2 separate regions of the Mus musculus genome follow, and region 1 is linked to region 2. A link is a contact called in public Hi-C data. All regions are on one chromosome and are shown on one strand. Each heading gives the region's core, a stretch centred on a gene start, on an enhancer-like site or on the middle of the called end of the contact. The rest is flanking DNA. Distances are from core to core; before and after follow the strand shown. Region 1 overlaps Chn1 (chimerin 1). Region 2 holds the start of Chrna1os (cholinergic receptor, nicotinic, alpha polypeptide 1 (muscle), opposite strand).

What was found. Hi-C and Micro-C count contacts between places; a contact is called where the count stands out from the background.
Region 1: a contact with region 2 is called in a Hi-C map of cortical neurons, with 2.3 times the contacts expected there. The contact joins the enhancer-like site here to the promoter of Chrna1os in region 2. A contact is called at or near these places in 7 of 39 promoter capture datasets (the SN4741 cell line, cranial neural crest, embryonic stem cells and 4 more), 4 of 484 Hi-C or Micro-C datasets (cerebral cortex, cortical neurons, embryonic fibroblasts and 1 more), 2 of 115 datasets of contacts at active chromatin or transcription factors (embryonic stem cells and neural progenitor cells) and 3 of 9 other capture datasets (adipose tissue, liver and pancreatic islet).

The regions. Positions count from the first base shown.
Region 1 is chr2:73,630,408-73,633,878 of GRCm38.p6, reverse strand. Chn1 (chimerin 1) reads left to right here. Exons shown (of 13, transcript NM_001113246.2): 8 at 2,049-2,133. Among named protein-coding and RNA genes, the nearest start is that of Chn1os3, 36 kb to the right of the region's middle. Within about 2 kb of position 1,953, at least 11 of the 459 cell types and tissues checked have an H3K27ac peak or open chromatin away from gene starts, as enhancers often do. A contact at or near this core is called in adipose tissue and cortical neurons, where this site is marked.
Region 2 is chr2:73,583,393-73,586,732 of GRCm38.p6, reverse strand. It overlaps Chrna1os (cholinergic receptor, nicotinic, alpha polypeptide 1 (muscle), opposite strand), which reads right to left and starts at 1,873. Exons shown (of 2, transcript NR_153820.1): 1 at 1,726-1,873.

The DNA of each region.
Region 1 (3,471 bases), core at 704-3,203, 47 kb before region 2:
CCTGGCAATCTGCAGGCCAATTTGTATCCCAAAGACTTTCTCCAAAGTCCCTTTAGGCCACTATAGTGATTTCATCATCATATACATCTTTGCCTGAGCCCATGCCTGTTGTCTGCTTCACATTCCCATCAAAGTGAAGTGAAGTTCTTCCAGGTTGATTCACTCTGAGGAACTCGGTCGGACAAGGGGCATTGGAAGGAATCTGTTGGTCTTGGGCATTGTTCTAGCGAGTTCATGAAATACTTTGAATCTATGGGCTCTGAACATCATTAGCTGTTCAGAGCCAAGTGTGTGCTGCATTCCTGGTCCTTTTCATAAAAGATGTAAGAGGAATTACAGCCTCCTTTTCAAAATTAGCACAAGCTAGGCGGTGGTGGCGCACGCCTTTAATCCCAGCACTTGGGAGGCAGAGGCAGATGGATTTCTGAGTTTGAGGCCAGCCTGGTCTACAAAGTGAGTTCCAGGACAGCCAGGGCTACACAGAGAAACCCTGTCTCAAAAAAAAAGAAAAAAAAATAGCACAAGACCTGGTCCTCACTCAAGCTTGCTTGCTATAGTCACAAACACACACCTATTTAGAATGAACTATGGAGTATCCATTTCAGCCTCATAGGGATATTTTTACCACTTCTATCTAGCACTTTGAATACTATATTTCACTGAATATATTAGGGGTATTTTATTTGATATTTCAATATCTTTTAACTTATAATCGGTGGTGTTTTTGTGATTCACTCAGCATAGTTTTTCTGAATGAAATACGTTATACTTGTGACATTTTGCCTTGAAGAAATAATACATCTGTGTAAAATATACACAAATACATATTCATATCCTAGAGTCATTAGTTTATTTCTGAGTCCCATTTAATAAATTAATATCACAGTTATGAAAAATAACCTTTTTAGCTACATTTTACTCTTTACAGAATTGTTTTGGTAAATTCACACATTGAAATCATCACTCTTGGTGATTTTTGCCATATTTTCTGTTTCCTACAGGAGAAAAATTACCTTAATTAAGTCTAATTGGCAGTAAATTAACTGACCACCTGTATCCTCTCTCTAGTGCATTTTCAACCATAATTTGCCCAAAACTTTAAAAAATATATTTCTATATATTTAAATATATATTTATATAAATGACTTTCAGATATATATTTATCTTTAAATATATGAGTGTGTGTGTGTGTGTGTGTGTGTGTGTGTGTGCGTGCACGCGCGCGCACAAGTGTATTATAAATTTTTTAGACATTGGTTCACTATGTAGCCTTGGCTGAGTGGAAAATCATAGAACCGCCTGCTTCAGCCTCCTCAGTGCTGGGATTTTAAAAGCACAGGCCACTACACGAGGCTAGATTGTTTTCTAATTTTGTTATTTAATGTGTAGAGTTCAGATTCATGGCTTCTCTGTTCTGGTAATATTTTTCACCAGCGTTAGAATCTTTTACTTTTCCTATGCATAAAAGTCTGTGAGAGACAGTGTGACATCACAGACCTGAAATGCCAGCTTTCAGTTTCTCATTAACTGTAGCTTTTGTAGGTATGAAGTGCTGTTGTTTGTTAACATAGTAAATATCAAATGTTTTGGAGAAATTGACTCTTTTTTGTGATTCAGTTGCTCCCAGTGTCACTTTAAGATTTGTGACTTACTGTTGCCACAGAAGCTGGATCATCTGACGAAATTCTTAGATTCAAGACACTGTCAACCCTGCTTCTTACCCTTTAAGCCATTGCCCTCAGACATGCCAGTGTTTGCCTAGCATGCAGAGGAGGCTACTTGTGCCTGAGGAGACTCATTGGAAAATTCCATGGTAGACATTGTTTCCAGAAGGAAATTGCAGTCTATCGATTTGATGTGTCATCGCTTCTAAAAGAAGAAATGAAGCTCTGAAAAAACTGTCACTTGTCATTCCACTCAGTCACATCTTTCTAAATGTAGCGTGCTGCATGAGTTCAGTATGGCTTGTGTAGTGCTGCTTTGATTGATACACGACAGCCTCCTCACAGATGTCTCTCTCCCCTTTCTCCACTTTGCCCATTTTTCAGGTGCATACGTTCCGAGGGCCACACTGGTGTGAATACTGTGCCAACTTCATGTGGGGCCTCATTGCTCAGGGAGTGAAATGTGCAGGTAAGCGCTTCCTCTCCCCATTCCGTCAGCTGCCACGGTGAAGACTGGCTTGTTGTCTGCCCTTTGCTTCCCACTGGCTAGGCAGAGCAGTAGGGGTATGTTTAAGTGCCCAAAAGGAAGAGGCCAGCTTGTTTCAGAAGCTCTAAGAAGGAGATGAAAGCAAGGTGGTTATGTTCAGCATTTGCCCTTGGTGTTGCTTAACTACATCTATAGGTTTTTTAAAGCAGTGTACAAGGACATATGTTGCCTAGGAAACAACATATTTTAAAGCTGACTTGTTAAATGGAGTTGTCCTTACTAAGTTTTTTTTTTAAATCAGTCAAAACTGTAAAAAAAGAAAGTCTGCAAATTTATGTTCAAAGATGATTATCAAATTCCAAAAAAGCACTTAGTCATTAATGTTTTCTTTGTGACACATAAAGATATTGAATGTAACAAATATTTTCTGTGAAAAATGATGATGGTGTTTTAGGTTTGCATTTAGATGAACTGTTCCTCATTAGGAAACACTCGGTGTGGTGGGCTAAAGAGACGGCTCGGAGGTTAGCAGCACTCGTTGTTCTCGTAGAGGACCTGGATTCTGTTCCCAGCACCATGTGGTGGCTCAGAACCATCTGAAGCTCTAGCGCCAGGGGAACCCAGTGCCGCCTTCTGAACTCTGTGCGCACCAGGCAAAACACTCATACACAGACAAGAAAGAAACCTACATTTACATGTAAAAAAAGAAATTCTTGGGGCTGGAAAGATGGCTCAGTGGTTAAGAACGATGACTGTTCTTTCAGAGGACCTGAGTTCAATTCCCAGCACCCACATGGTCTGTAACTCTAGTTCCGGGGATCCAACAGCCTCACACATATGCAAGCAAAATATCAGTGCACATAAAAATAAAAATAAATTATTTTAAAAAAAACAGCAATGGAGAAATTCTTGAGCTGTGCCTATTGGTTCATGGCTTTAATCCCAGCCTTCGGGAGGCAGAGGCAGGTGGATCTCTGAGTTTGAGATTAACCTGGCCTACGGAGTGAGTTCTAGATAGGCAGGGCTACACAGAGAAATTCAAGCTCGAAAAACCAAAAAAGGAAAAAAAAATTCTTGACATATAAAAGCACATTTTAAAGATAATTTAAATTTGTTTCCCCAAATTAGAATCCTGATACCCCTGAATAAATGTAATTTTCTCTGTCCCACCAATGTTTATGTATGTATATGCACAGTGCAGGAATTTGTTACATTTTGTTAAATGAAATAATAATTCACATCATGTGAAATTTATTGGTACAGAACCACTGTTCTCAAAACTTCCCAGACTACCTAATAGCATGGCCTTAAAAATATTAT
Region 2 (3,340 bases), core at 624-3,123:
AAGGGTTTGTTTCAGCGTAGGGTTCTGCATACAATAGTGCATTTTCAAAGAGAATACTGACAGGAACTGACACAGAGCAAGAACTCAAGGCAGGAGCTGATTGGTGCAGAGGCCATGGATGGGTGCCATTTACTGGCTTGCTCCTATGGCTTGCTCTGCCTGCGCTCTGGATGCTAACCCAGGAACATCAGAACTGGCATCAGAAACGTCCCATTCTGGAGCCGGGGAGATGGCTCAGTGAGTAAAGTACTTGCCACACAAGAAAGAGGACCTGGTTTCAGATCATTAGCATCCACATAGGCATCTGGGCATGGTGCCCTGTGTCTGTAATCCCAGAGCCGGGGAGGTAGAGACAGATGAACCCATGCAGTTTGCTGACCTGCCAATCTAGCTTAATCGTTGAGTTCCAGGTTTAGTAAAAGACCCTATCTCAAGGAAGGTGTGACTAGGCATGGTGGCACACAGCATTAATGCCAGCGCCCCAGAGGCAGAGTCAGGTGGGTCTCTTTGAGTTCAGGGCCAGTCTGGTCTACAAAGCGATATCCAGAACAGCCAGAAGAAAGAAAGAAAGAAAGAAAGAAAGAAAGAAAGAAAGAAAGAAAGAAAGAAAGAGAGAAAGAAAGAAAGACAGTGAAGAGTGATTGAGAAAGCTGGCCTTCAATTGCCCAACATACATATATACATACATACATGTGTACACACAGACCACACACATGAACATATATACACACAAAGAAACATCAAATTCTGGCTTGTCTGCAACTTGTAGTCTAAGTGAACTCGGACACATCACAGGTAACTGATAAATTATTTCTCTGGCGGAGAAATGAGCCAATTCAAGCCAGATTAGCGATATTTATAAAGGCAGGTTTATTGGGAAACTGCACACAGGAGAGATCACTGGTTCCAAGAAATGAGGCCAAGTCGCCATGGAGAGGGAGACAGAGGGGGTGGGGGGAGTGGAGGAGGGAGGAAGAGAAAGAGAGAAAGCTCGCACAGAGAAAGGGAGAAAAGAGAGAAGGGCGGAGAGCGGAATGTCTGATTCATAAAGGGAAGAGCCTCTGGGGGGAGGGGAAGCCCAACCTCTGGGCTGGGAAGTTTAGAGTAGAGGGCATGCTTTGCCAGGTAGGTACTGAGGGATGCTGGGAGAACCCGGAAGCCAGGTCCACTTTGGTATGTTAAATATTCAGCCCAGTTTCTTGTTCTGGGTCTGAATCCCAACAGTAACACCACTCCGCTGAGGAGAGCGAAAAGGGAGACGTCAGGACTCTCTCCCTGACTCAGGGATGATGTCCTCTTCCGCTCTCAGAAAGGGAGAGCTTGTAACTAGATAGGACCGCCATGCCTACTGCTGTGAACCACAGCTCCAAGACTCAGAGGCCGCGAAAGAATCGAAGAATCTGGCTTGTGTCTCATAGGAAGCACTGTGTGATCCATTTGATCACAAAACTATCAACTTGAAGTGCATGGTTCAGAGCTTGTCTGTGTGTTTGGGGGTGGAGGTGAGTCTGATAGCACAGCACATACCTGTAAATATAAACACTCAGGGAATGAGGCCGGGGAATTGCAGATTAGCTTGGAGCATATAGAAAGACCCTGTCTGACAACAAAAATTCCAAACAATAACAAAATAGAATTTAAAAGTCCGAGCATTTCCGACAGACCAAGATAAAGGCAGATTCCTGGATAAGATTTGTCGGCCTTGGGAAAAAAAAAAAAACAAACCGTCAAATTCATTGCAGCCAGCTCTCCGACTGTTCAGTTCCTCCGGACTTCATGCCGCACAATGTCAGGAGCTGAGCTGGACTTTTGCTGAGACCCTTCTGAGGGGAGTCCTAGGCTGGCTTGCTTGGTGTTTCCGCTTGTGGATAGCAAAAGGCTTCAGAGCCCCGCGGGGGGGGGGGGGGGGGGCGGCCCTTTCAGAGAGGGCTCTGCGGCTGGATCACCACTTCAATGACCGTCTGTTGCCACCTGCTGGCCGCTGGGCTGCTGCACAGCACTGCACAAGGATGTTTCACGGGTTGAGGGGCGGGGGTGGGGGTGGGGGCTCCTAGGAGCCCCAAATGTGGTGGCACAGGACTTTTATCCCAGAAGTAGGTGAGTTCAAGTTCAGTCTTGTCTGCATAGCTAGTTCCAGGCTAGGCAGGGACCCCGTCTCAGTTAAAATAAAATTAAAATTCGGGTGGGACATAGGCAGCACTAATTAGGTTGGGTTGTAATTTTGTTTAAAAGAATAGGATGTGAATTTGGGAAGAGGATGGGCACAGGAGGAGTTGAGGGTGGGGGTTGGAAGTAGGTGTAACCTAAATACATTGTATACATACATGAAATTATGTAACAATATAATATAAAAATCTAATAAAGAATAAACTTTGTAATATGTGAATGGGGATAGAAGTGACAGATCCACTGTAATCCGTTCATCAAACCATGAAACTCAGTGAAACTCAGCTTTTGATTGCTTCTGTATCATGTCGTTTGATGAGCTTTTATAGATATGTTCTCTTTCATTCATTCACTAGTCAGTCATAAACACTTTGGAGGGACCCAGAATGGCACTGGCGTTATTGATAGAATGAGGGTCACATTCTCATTGTTGCCTCAAATAAAAGCAAGCAGTACAATCTATCCTAGTCTATTATTATTTTGATACAGGTCTGACAATAGCCTGGGCTGACCTGGAACCAGTAATCCTCTTGCCTCAGCCTCTGCAGTGGTGGGATTCCAGGCTGAGCTACCACACCCTGCCACTCTACTCTTGAATTATAATTTACTTCCACTTACCCCTCAGCAACAACGACTTACTGACTCTCCATCCTCCACAGGCTGAAGCAACAACCAAGAGCAAAGAGACCCAGGCATGACTCTTGTCACTGTAAAGTCCAGTAGAAGAGACAGATGTTGATCAACTGCAGAATTGACATCACAGTGCAATGTGGTAGGGTCAAAGGAACAGTTCCAATAAAAGGGGCCTCAGAGACCTCCTAAGTTCTAGATAGAGACTCAGGCTATTTGGTATGCACTGAAGTTACTTAAGCACTTCTGCCTTGGGGGGAGTGTAACCCAGTGGGCTGATCTGTATGTATAAAGATTCTCACCGCATGATTTTTTTATACAAGCTAATGCACACGGAGATATAAAGAAAGCTGCCCAAGTATCCAAAGATAAGAGTTGCTTAAGCAAATTATGGTATACTAAAAAAAAAAAAAAATCTAGAGCCACTGGATACGTCTCTTTTCTTCCTGCTCTTGGCTACACACTCACTGTTACTGGATCATTGTGATCTTCATGCAAATACGTTGTGAATTCTCCTCTTGAAAATAAGAAGGCCCCACCTCAA